Linked DNA regions of Canis lupus: region 2 is linked to region 1. Evidence: chromatin contacts called from public Hi-C data. All regions are on one chromosome and are shown on one strand. Each heading gives the region's core, a stretch centred on a gene start, on an enhancer-like site or on the middle of the called end of the contact. The rest is flanking DNA. Distances are from core to core; before and after follow the strand shown.

Region 1 (6,364 bases), core at 993-3,492:
AAAGGATGAAAATGAGTCAGTCATTCAAGATTTTTTTCCAGACACAAGGATTGAGGCCAGAAATTACTGTGTATATCTGAGAACAAGCCAAAGTACAGTATGGCTTTTACAGAGTTAAATGAGGGACACAGCTGCACAATAGGTGGCAGAGGCAGGCAGCACCAGATTATCCAGGAACTGGGACACACTAAAATTATGGCTTAATCTTATTTAGTGGGGAGTTATGTTTTACAAAGGTCATTTTGCCTGTTATGTGTCCAAAGAGAATAGGTCACAGGGGCAAGAAGGGAAGCAGCACTTACAGTGGTCCAAGCAGGAGAGGCTCAGGATGGTGGCAAAGATGCAGAGTCAAGATAAATTTTGGAGATAAAACCAACAGACTTGCCAGTGGCTTGGATGTGACCGTGTGCTCAGCTTAGAGGAAACAATAGAGTAACAAATAATCATTATAATTGATCAAAAGATTTTTAACTTGTGGGGGAGGTGGGTGGCTCCATCAGTTAAGCACCAACTCTTGATTTCACCTCAAGTCATGACCTCAGGGTCCTGGGATTGAACTCTGCACCCTGTTCCGCACTCAGCAGGGAGTCTGCCTCAGGATTCTCTCTCCCTCTGCCCCTTCCCTTCCTGTGCACACTCTCTTGCTGTCTCAAAAAAAAAATTTTTTTAATTTTTAAAGATTTTTAACTTGTATAGGTTTTACCAGTTAGAAAACCTGTGAACACACTCTCGCTTAAGACTTAATAACCATTCTGTATAGGGAATATTACTCCTCCTACTTTTCTGTTTTTTTTTTTTTTTTTTTTTTTTTTAAGATTTTCTGTATTTATTCATGAGAGACAAAGAGGCAGAGACATAGGCAGAGGGAGAAGCAGGATCTATGCAGGAAGCCAGATGTGGGACTCGATCCCCAGACTCTGGGATCATGCCCTGAGTGAAAGGCAGATGTTCAACCGCTGAGCCACCCAGGCGTCCCTCCTCCTACTTTTCAAATGAAGAAACTGAAGATATCAGAGGTTAGATGGCTGGCCAAGGTTCACCTCCCAAAGGATAGGGCACAGAAAAGCCACCCGGGGGAAGCCAAAATGAGAGAAAGGTTAATGTCGGTTCGAGTACTCATGAAAAAGAAGAGGCTTATACTAGACTGGAGGATGAGTACTATTTAATTTCATGATGGGCTCAAGTTGGAGTGGGGGGGGGGGGGTACCCAAGCTGGGAAGACAGACCTAGGAGTCCAAAGTGGGGAAGAGGCCCGGTTTTTAGAGGAGGGAAAGTTCACTCTTAACACCACAGAGTTAAAGCAACTGGCAGGAGGTACTTTAAAAGCTTCTACTTAATATTCTCTCAGGTGTTTGTGTTCTTCTACATCCTTCTTAAACCTATTTTATATTTTCAGTCAACTCGTTTTCTCTACTGCATCAATTGAGCTTTCTCTTTCCTGACTTTTCAGCTACTGTATTTATTCACTCCCCTGTTGAATTTATCGCATCACAGCGCAAATGTTTACCAATGTGTCTCCGACTACCAGATTCCCTGAGGGCGAGAAAGGTCCTCCTCATTCATCTTTCTTCCCTGGCACTTCGCGAAGAGAAGGCTTAAAGAGAAGCCAGGGCAGCCCAGGTGGCTCCGCGGTTTAGCGCCGCCTTCAGTCCAGGGCGTGATCCTGGAGACCCAGGATCGAGTCCCACGTCGGGCTCCCTGCATGGAGCCTGCTTCTCCCTCTGCCTGTGTCTCTGCCTCTCTCTCTGTTTCTTATAATAAATAAATAAAATCTTTAAAAGAGAGAGAGAGAGAGAGAAGCCATTCTTTACGTAAGCATCCCACGTCTCGCTCTAAAATGACTACTTTCAATTTTCTGAGAGATCCGCGGTTGGCTCCGGGACCCGAGTTCGTGGCCACCCGCGGCGCTGAGGTAATCCGGGCCAGACCAGACCAACCTCGCCCCCACCTGAGCCCCCGCGTCCCGCCCCGCCAGGCCTCCGAGCCGCGAGAGGCAGCTCCGGGGAGACGCGCCGCCCCCTGCGTCAGCCCCGCCGCCGCCACCGCCACCGCCACCGCGGCCCGCAGCTGCCCCGAAGCCCGGCCGAGCCGCCCCGTCCGCCTCTGCCCCACCGCCCAAGTCGCCCCCCCAACCCGCCTCTCACCGCGGTCCCTCAGCCTCGCCAGCCCGGCCCAAGCCCTCACCGGACCGGAAGTGGGCCACGGACGCTGTCAGACAGGTGCGGGAGGAAAGAGCCCCTTCCGCTTCCTCTCTAGGACTCTCGGAGGCCGGTGCGTCTCTATGATCACTGGGCTACTGGCGCCGTCCCGGAGCTCAGCCGCGAGTCCGCAGCCCCGGTTCCTGGGGAGTCTCGCGGTCGTCAGGCCCTTGGGCACCTCAGTGCCTTTGCATCTGCTTTCCCACCGTGAGAAGGATGCTGCAGACATACTACCAGACACGAAGCCTCCCTCCAGGAACTTTAGAGTCCAATGGGTGTACACGTGCTTACTCCGCGCTTCTTGTACGTTGTGTGAGGCGCCAGAGCCGAGAGTGACGGAGGGAAGCACCGAATACTGTAGGCTCGCATATGAGGGACCTCCACCCGAGTAGTTGGAGAAGGGAGTCAGGAAAGGCTGGCTCCTCAGCTTAGATTTGAAGGATGGACCAAAAAGTGAGGTGAGTGTCCCCAGCAAATGTGGAGGGATTGACGGCGTTGCGACACCACCCTGGCCACTGGAGCAGACGATTAAACAAGGCATTTCGGATGATAATCTAAAGGCAGTGGGAAGCCTGGAAAGGTTTAAAAGCGAGAAGGGACAAATTTTGGAAGGAAGCTGCTGAGAACTCTTTGAGAAAGACTGAGCAAGGAGGGAGAGGGGTGGAGACATGAGACGACTGTCGGTAAACGAGCCTTAAGAAAGGCAGTCCAGGAGAGAGAGGATGAGACAGACCTGGGGCGGTCGGTGAGACCGGAGATTGCAAGGAGCGATAGGAAACTTATGGGATAACAAGGTTTGAGGATTGATTGGATCTGGAGAATGAGAGAGAAGATGGAATAATTTAGTAAATGTCAAAGGCCATATCAATAAGAATGGACATTTAAAAAGCAGACAACTGATTGGTCATCTGGAAAGAGACAATGCCCTGTCCATACCTTATACTGCATCCAGAACCAAGTCCAGCTGGGCTCACAGGATCTTAGATTCTTTTATGTTACAAATTACGTGATCAATCCACCTTGGAAATAGTGTCAGATAGCCTCAGTCCATTAACATACACTCACACCTGAGGGGTATGAAACAACCTTGTCATCCAAGGCCAAATGAAAATGCCTGATTGGTTCAGTTTGTCTGGGAAAACTGAGCTATTCATAGTGCTATCAAAAAAAACTTTCTTCAAGGGTTCCTGGTGGCTCAGTCAGTTAAGCTTTGGGGAGGGTAAGGTGCTCCTCTGAATTGGGAAGAAAAGAATCACAGATGCATGATCAAAGGTTGGGGCTCAGCAAACTTTTTCTATGAAAGGCCAGAAAGTAACTATCCCAGGTTTTGCTGGACATATTTTCACATATTCTTCATTTTTACCATCATTTTTACAGGATTAAAACCCTATTTAGCTCACAGCTAGCACAGGATTTGACACAAGGGCTGTAGTTTGCTGAAGTCAATGGTTTTAAAATGATTCTACAGGGCAGCCCGGATACCTCAGTGGTTTAGCACTGCCTTCAGCCCAGGGCCTGATCCTGGACACCTGGGATCGAGTCTCACGTCAGGCTCCCTCCATGGAGCCTGCTTCTTCCCTCTGCCTGTGTCTCTGCCTCTCTCTCTTTGTGTGTCTCTCATGAATAAATAAAATCTTAAAAATAAATAAATAAAATAAAATTATTTTTTTTATTTATATACAGAGGTGTATAAGGAGTTCAATCTTGGCCTCTTTCTCCAGTGATGTTACCTACTGAGAACACATGGGGCAATGATGGGCTCAAATAATGGAGTACAAACCAAAATATCTATTGTGAAGAATGATGTAAGAAAAAAATCTTAAGGTTGAATGGAAAGATTAGAAAGCAACACTGAACACCCAAGTGAGATTGAAAACAAAACAACTGGGTTGCCTGGGTGGCTCAATCAGTTAAGCATCTGCCTTTGGCTCAGATCATTATCTCAGGACCTGGGATGGAGCCCCACATCAGGCTCAGCGGGGAGTCTGCTTCTTCCTCTCCCTTTGCCCCTACCCCTGCTGTACTCTCTCTCTCTAATAAATAAATCTTTTTTAAAAAAAATAAATGATAGACTCAATCCACACAATTGTTTGTACAATCTGGGGCAAATCTGCTTAAGGCAAACAGGTGGATTAACCTAATGTCAGGATTTGACATATAAGAGAATGCCAAGGCAGAAGGAATGAAGACTCTAGTGGGAGGAGTTTGTATTGAGTGACTAGGAGTCCAAGCCGAGCAGAGATGAGGGCTGGAAACCAACAAGAACAAGGAGAAGCTGAGGAATCAGAGGTTGGGAGAGGCCATGAAGCAGGTTTCAGGAACTTTTCCAGAAATGTTATAGGCAAACTAAGCATAAAATGCATATCCTGTTTGCTTTCCATAAACAGAATCATGCTAGATTCTGTTCTGCACTTTGCTTTTTTTTTTTAATATTTTATTTATTTATTTGAGAGAGAGAGCATAAGCAGGGGGAGTGGCAGAGGGAAAGGGAGAGGCAAGTTCCCTGCTGAGCAGGGATCCCAATCCAGGGCTCGATGCAGGGCTCAATCCCAGGACCCCAGGATCATGACCTGCACTGAAGGCAGACACTTAATACACTGAGCCACCAAGGTACTCCCCTTTTCCAAATGTCTTGCAAATATTTTCCTATTTGTCTTTTTTTTTTTTTTAAGATTTATTGACTTATTTTAGAGAGAGAGAATCCTCAAGCAGACTCCACATTGAGCACAGAGTCCGAGCGGGGCTCCATCCCAGGACCCTGAGATCATGACCTGAGCTGAAACCAAGAAGCAGACACTTAACCAACTACACCACTCAGGCACCTCTCATTTGTCTTTCTTAATGAACTTCATGCATAGCAAAAGATTGTATGTTTTATGTATTCAAATTCATTCACCCTTTTTTTTTTAAAGATTTGAGAGAGAGAAAGAGCATGTACAGACAAGCAGGGGGTGGCGTGGGAGGGGAAAGGGCAGAGGGAGAAGCAGACTCCCTGGTGAGCAGGGAGCTGGACACAGACCTCCATCCACACAGACCTCCATCCCAGGACCCTGATAACATGACTTAAGCAGAAGGCAGATGCCTAACCGACTGAGCCCTTCATTCAATCTTTTTAGAAAAATCTCTGTGCCTTCCATATTCCCAGTGGCTATCAAGTTTTCCTCAACGCCATTTGTTGATGGCTCTATTTTTTCCTGTATAAAGGTGGCTCTGTGTTTGGACTCCTGTAATCTATCTGGATCCTATGTTAGAACTTGCCAAATTGTTTTATACTTCTTGTTTGTATTTGAAAGAGCTCTTCTACATCACTGTCCCTTCTTTCCCATGATTTAAAGAAAAGATTTTTGGAGAAAAATTAAAAACAGTAGTCTGAAAACTACAAAGCATATCAGACAAATTCCAACCTCATGCTTCTAGCCCCGAAAGATCAGAATATAGCCAAAGGATTGCTGGGGAAATGGCATTGTCAAAAAGAAGACAGATTTCAGGGATACTAAATAAAGGAGGGCATTTTTTCCTAGCAAGGAACAGGGTACCAAATGAGTGGAGATCATTCTAAGGGCCTGAGAGAAAAGAAGGGGAAAAGGGAGAAAGGAAGGGAGAAAGAGACAGAGGGGCAGAGGGAGAGAAGAAGAAAATTATCTAACAAAAGAAAATTATCTCTCTGGTTCTTTGATAAGAAAAGTGGATAGAATTGTATCTGGTATATCTATATTTTACTTATATTACCCTTACTTAACCTTTAAGATTTAATATGAGTTTTTGAATAGGTAAAACATTTACATGATCTGAGAGTCAAAATCATATTAAAGGTTTAACCACAAAAATTATTGCTCCTACCTCTGCTCGTTCCTCCCAGCCCATTCCCTAATCTACCCCCATCTCCAAAGACATATTATTGTATGGGCTTCAAGTATTTATTTGCAAATACTAATATTTGTATATTTTTCCCTATCTTCCCCCCTTCGTTTCTTACATAAAAGGGACTATTAAAAAAAAAAAAAGAAAGAAAGAAAAAAAAGAAAAGGGACTATACCAGACACCTTGTTTTTTATCATGTAGTGTGTCCTAGAAAATTTTCCATGTCAGTATATATAGACATCTTTCTCACTTTTTTCTTTTTTTTTCACTTTTTTTTCTTAAGTTAGGGTGGATGTAACATAATT
Region 2 (6,070 bases), core at 1,734-4,233, 160 kb after region 1:
AGATTACTCCCAAATTCAATGCTCAAGCTGGAGCTCTCCCCAGACTTCCAAGTCTTCAAGGAAATATTACCTTGGTTCAGTTCTCTAGTTGGGATTGCTGTGGATCTCTAAAGAAAATGAAAAAAGGAAACAACACACCATGAAGACCTAGCTAAGATTTCAGAGGAGGGAACTCAAACTTGCCTGGAACTCCACAGGAAGGAGTCCAACAGTAGGTTCCATTTCTTCTGTGTTCGCTTTTTGGGGCAGAGAAGCATCCTCTGTAGTAATGGCTGGAAGGACTAGGGGGATAAAAAGCCACAAAGGAAGTAAACTCTATTCAATAGACAAAAGCTATCATAAACCAGCTAAATTATATACACAAGCCCCACTCAACCTAACTCAGAAAGGTAGGATGAGGATAAAGATGATAAAGTGAAAACACACTGCCCAAAAAACTAAATTGTAGACCCACAATACATCAACCTTTTGGAATCATCTAACAAGGAGTAGAAAAGCATCACCTATCTTTTATCACAAAAGCAAGCAAGATGAAATAGTCTCTCTTCTTCAGCTATTTCTTTTTCTTTTTCTTTTTCTTTTATTCATGAGAGACACAGAGAGAGAGAGAGAGGCAGAGACACAGGCAGAGGGAGAAGCAGGCTCTATGCAGGGAGCCTGACATGGGACTCGATCCCGAGTCTCCAGGATCAGGCCCTGGGCTGAAGGCAGGCTGCAGCTATTTCTATAATGCTTACCTTCTTCCTCAGCTTCAATGGTCAGATAATCCATGATGAGCTTCTCTTTTTTGTCCTGTTACTGCTATGACTTCCTCTTTAGTCACGGTTTCAGATGAGAGATAAACACGGGTTTTTCAGCAATACATAATCTGCTTCTTTGTGTAAACCATTCAACTCTACTCTGAAGCTCTGGAGAGAGATTTTTGAGGTTAGGCTCGCCATCCTCTGGAAATGGTTCCTACTCCCTGGAGCATCTCTCTCTCTCTCCTCCTAGGAGGCTTACTCCTATGCATTTAAGTCCTAGGGCCTCAGAAGTAATTCCTCTTTGCTTGAAACCTTAATATTTAGGCTAAATTAGTCCCCACAGCTGAAGACCATTCTCTAGAGTACTGAGATCAGTCACTACATGCCATACCAGGACAAAACCAGAAAAGAAGCAGGGCAGTGAACTGTGAGCCTCACACCTAGTTCCAGCCTGTGCAGAAATTCCCAAGACCCTAAAGCACATAGCTGACCATAAGGTGGTCTATGATTATGGTAGCAGTAACTACAAGCAGGGCTCCGACAATTGGTTCATCCTTATGATTCATGAAGACAGGCAGCTGGTAGATGGGGCCCTTATACAGCAGCTGATTCCCCACCTGCTCTTTTTTAAAGACCCTGAAAATGTACACACCCAGGATTCTCTTCCATGGTCAGAGCGAGAACAAAAGACTTCAGTAATTAGTAACAACTGACAGACAAGATGGGTTCCCTTCTGTCAAGGGAGAAAAAGTAAACTTTTAATCAGGCTGACTGACCACGAGGCACAAAACCAGTCAGTACAGCCTCAGGTGACAAGCTGGCACAAAGTCCAACAAAATTTGCAAAAAAAAAAAAAAAAAAAAGACGCCTGCAGCACAAACTGTTGAATGGCTGCCACATCCTGAAACCGTTTTGTCACTCTGTACCTGAGCACCTGATATTCGTGGTTTGGGACTTGAGCCCGACTAGTCCTTGTAAAGGGCATGGAATTTGTGGTTAGTGCCTATTTAACTCTGAACCTAATCTTTCCTCTTTAGAGTGTACTATAGGTTTGCAGTCGAAGGTTGCATCTCCCAGGTTTGCAAACTGCCCGGGAACAAAGCTTTTCCCTGGCTCTGACCAAATCTTCGCATTCCAGGCGCGCGTGTGCGGTCAACCCTATGCATTGGCCCCAAAAAGAGAGAGAGAGAAAGTGAGTGAGTGTGTGTGTGTGTGTGTACTCAACCCTTTGTATTGGCCCCAAATACAGGCAGGCCCCAAAACTCTGATAAAGCAAAGCACAGAAGGGCAATGAGTAAGACACGGACCACATTTTTTTTGTGTGTCCCAGAAGTTAAGAACATTAAGGGACTTAGTAGACGGGCAGGTTGAAGGCCAAAACCCACGAAAGGTTCTCTAGCTCCCCGCACCCCGCACTCCGCACTCCCGCTCCCAGAATCCCCCGGTCGGCCACGCCTCCTTCAAGTTCCCGGACTCCATCTCCCAGCGGGCTTAGCGGCAAGCGTACTTCCGGGATGCCTAGTGTCTCAGCGCTGAACCCACAAACCCAGCTCGCCTCCCAGCGAGAGAGAAGAGGGAGCAGTTCGTAGAGCTCTGGAGAGTAGGCCCGGGTCGCGCAGACAGGGCCCAGCCCTCTTCCCGCCGGGGCCGGAACCTGAGAGCGTGGCCCGGGTTGCTGCGGGAGGCAGTGGAGCGGCACCCACGGATCGGCGGGGCGTGGAGACCCGCGCCTAGGGCCCAGCTTACGCTTACCTCTTTCTGGACACAGTGCGGACTCCGCTCCGGCCACAGGGCAGGTCCCCGCGGGGCTGCGCTCTGGGAGAGACGGGAGGGGCGGACGGAGTCCCTTTCCGGGCCCGCGGAGCTGCGGGGAAACAAAAGGCTCGAGCCCGAGGCTCCGTCTGGAGTCGCATCTGCGCACTTGGAGGCGACCGCGCCGGGTCGGGGGTCCCGGCGGAAGGACTTCACTTCCCAGAGGGCTCGAGGACATCGGTGCCGTCCTGGGTGGCGTCTCCCGAGCCAGGGGAGAAAAGTGCAGGGCTTCTGTATCATCCTTTAGATGGAGATAATATCCCATCTGATAGGTCTCCTTTCTGAATAAAATGAGAAACTGTCGTTTATAAGCTTCTGGAGCGGGTTAAGCGTCTGACGTCAGCTCAGGTCAGGATCTCAGGGTCCTGCTACTGAGCACCCCCATCGGGTTCCTGCTCAGCAGGAGTCCGCTTCCCCCTCTCTCTCAGTCCCTCCCCCTGCTCAGGCTCTGCCTCCCAAAAAAGCTTTTAACAAAATTAAAAGGTCCAAATATTATCAGTGTCTGATTAATTGGTGGTGGTGTGTGAGTCTGTTACACAGTCTTAGTGTTGCTCAATCCTACAATAAAGCCCCAAATCTGTAAACCGAGTACTGGTGATTTTATTGAAAGCATTCTGGCTGATAAAACCATAGGCAGAAAAAAAAAAAAAAAAAAAACACACACACACTATAGGCAGGGTTGAGAAGCTATTGTCCTAATTGATGAGATACAAAAGAAAAAACATATAGGAATGAGTTCAGGAGGAAAAGTTAGACGTGAGAAAGAGGCGAGGACAGAAATTGGCTTTGAAACAGCAAATTGTGCACACCCGGAGTTTATGAACATTGGTCCTGGAAGGTCCGCTGCTCCCCTTGAGCCAAAGAACAACTGGATGAGGATGAAAGATACTCTTCTGCTCTGCGTGGAAACACCTGGTCTATAGCTCCAGTTCTATTCTTAAAAATCGAGGAGAAACCAATTGTCATTCCAGTCCACATTACCAAAGTCACCTGAATAGTCTCTCCACATCTAATCTTGCTTCTCAATACATGCTATTTAAAAATTAAGTCTGTTGATGTCACTCTCCTCAGAACCCTTCAGTAACTTCCCTATACCCTGAAATAGACATAAACTCCTTAGCACAGTTTATAAAACCCTGCATCGGGGCATCTGGGTGGCTCAGTTGAACATCTGGATCTCAGTTCAGGTCTTGAACTCAGAGTCCTGAGTTCAAGCTCAGCATTGGGCTCTAGCCTGAATATGGAACCTACTTTTTTTTTTTTTTTATGATAGGCACACAGTGAGAGAGAGAGAGGCAGAGACACAGGCAGAGGGAGAAGCAGGCTCCATGCACCGGGAGCCTGACGTGGGATTCGATCCTGGCTCTCCAGGATCGCGCCCTGGGCCAAAGGCAGGCGCTAAACCGCTGCGCCACCCTGGGATCCCCTGGAACCTACTTTTTAAATTTGGTAAATTAAAATAATAAAGTAAAATATAAAGACCAGCTAAACTGAAATTCTTTTTTTAATTTTTAAATTTTTTTTATTTTTTTTAACTGTGAAATTCTAATAAGGGTGACTAAACACATCTTTCTGTCATGTGCTGGTCAGATAACATACAATACTACTATTGTTCATAAAGACTTACAAATGAGTGAAAGCACTTCTCAGCTTGAATCTGAAAATCAGGCAGGGAACACACGATTTACCAGCTACTCAGAAATAATCCAGGAATGGTCACAATATTATGAAAGGCAGACTTTACTGTTTTCCCTGATTCTAATTTGTTAGAATTAGGTTTTTTACATTTTTATTTCTCTGATATCCAGAAGTACCTTAAAATTTTTGTTGGCCAGGTGCCTCTAGTGCATAGTCATCACACCTGTGGCAGTACACAGGCACGCCAGAATGGGTATCAGAAGAAAATCCCAGAGACAATAATGGAGCATACTTAAGAGTTGCCAAATTACCAATACTATTGGTGGCAAGAAAAATAATACCAGATGAAAAATCATGGGTGCAAACAACATTGAGTGGAAAAATGATTCAGAAGAATGGGATTCTGAAGGTGAAGAACTTAGCAATGCTGTCATCATTTTACTTTCCTTTTTATCTGAGTACAAAAGTCATTATATCACTTAAGAATACATGATTAAAATTATATCTAAGCTCCCCCTCCCCGCCCCCGCGCGCGCGCTGGCCGTGCCGGGTCCAAAAAAAAAAAAAAAAGAAAAAAAATTATATCTAAGTAAGTCAAAAAGGAACCTATTAGTAATATGAAATAAGTAAAGTGAGGGCAGCCCCGGTGGTGCAGTGGTTTGGCCGCCTCTAGCCTGGGGTGTGATCCTGGAGACCCGCGATCTGGTCCCACGTCGGGCTCCCTGCATGGAGCCTGCTTCTCCCTCTGCCTGTGTCTCTGCCTCTCTCTCTCTCTCTCTCTCTCTCTCTCTCTCTGTGACTATCATAAATAAATTAAAAAAAAATAAAAAGTATTATAACTTCGGCAGTGTTTCTTTATTGGTTAACACAGAAAATAATGCTGCATCATTTAACTTCATGGCACCTTAGAATGGGTGGAACGCTTCAAGTTGTTTACTACTATTTTGTGAGCTGTAAAATGAAAAATTCTGAAATAAGTCATCTCAAATACCTCTTCTTGTTCTGTGGTTTGGTGCTCCTTTGTGTTAAAGCCTGGATTTCAGGGCTGGTGGTGGGCATTGTCAAGCAATCTAAATCAAGGATGCCTGGGTAGCCCAGTTGGTTAAGCATCCAACTCTTGGTCTCAGCTGGGGTCTTGATCTCAGGGTCATGAGTTCAATCCCTGCATTGGGATCTATGCTGGACAGGGAACCTACATAGAAACAACAAGAGACTTGGATCCATTATTTAAGATCATTATTATTCCACTTGCTGCTCAAGAAAAAGATATAATTTTGAATCTTCAGATCCCAACTGACTTGACTAAGACTGTACTATGCAAACGGAATAAATGAAGTAAGCATCTGAAAAACAAACTTAGAGGCAACAAGGGCCCAGAGCACAGGAAAGAATGTTCCGAGCCCTCAGGGATGCCTTTCTTCTTCCTTTCCAGCTGGGGTTATTAGGCTACATTTGTCTCTTTCCCCAGGAATTTCTTTTACACTCAAACACTATGCTTTTCTGGAAAAGAGTTTGTTTGCCTCCATCCTTGAAATTCAAAATTAGCTCCAATAAACCCACTAGTGGCTCCTACAGGAGCCAGAAATCCTAAACCAAAAATAATAATAATAATAAAATAAATTAAATTAAAATAAATAAATCCTAAACCAGGGCACTTGATATGAGAGTGTTTGAGCTTTCTTGAGCTCAGATTGCTCCAGGTGCAGAGCTCCCTTCAAATTCTCAGAGGAACCAGGGGCACCGGAGTGGCTCAGTCAGTTAGGTATCTGACTCTAGATTTTGGCTCAGATCATGATCTCAGGGTCATGGGATCAGCTGCATCAGGATTCTCCCCCAGCTCCTGCTCATTCTCTCTTTCAAATAAATAAATAAAATAT

What was found. A called contact is a pair of places that touch in the nucleus more often than the background predicts.
Region 2: a Hi-C map of blood shows a contact between it and region 1, with 2.7 times the contacts expected there. The contact joins the promoter of LOC102153308 here to the promoter of ZSCAN25 in region 1. A contact is called at or near these places in 2 of 9 Hi-C or Micro-C datasets (both in blood).

The regions. Positions count from the first base shown.
Region 1 is chr6:10,022,520-10,028,883 of UU_Cfam_GSD_1.0, forward strand. It overlaps ZSCAN25 (zinc finger and SCAN domain-containing protein 25), which reads right to left and starts at 2,243. Exons shown (of 8, transcript XM_038539400.1): 1 at 2,145-2,243; 2 at 303-414.
Region 2 is chr6:10,184,214-10,190,283 of UU_Cfam_GSD_1.0, forward strand. It overlaps LOC102153308 (zinc finger protein OZF), which reads right to left and starts at 2,984. Exons shown (of 5, transcript XM_038539409.1): 1 at 2,496-2,984; 2 at 738-908; 3 at 184-281. The coding sequence starts at 771. It overlaps LOC111096212 (a long non-coding RNA gene), which reads right to left. Exons shown (of 3, transcript XR_005360575.1): 2 at 5,185-5,385; 3 at 3,156-3,491.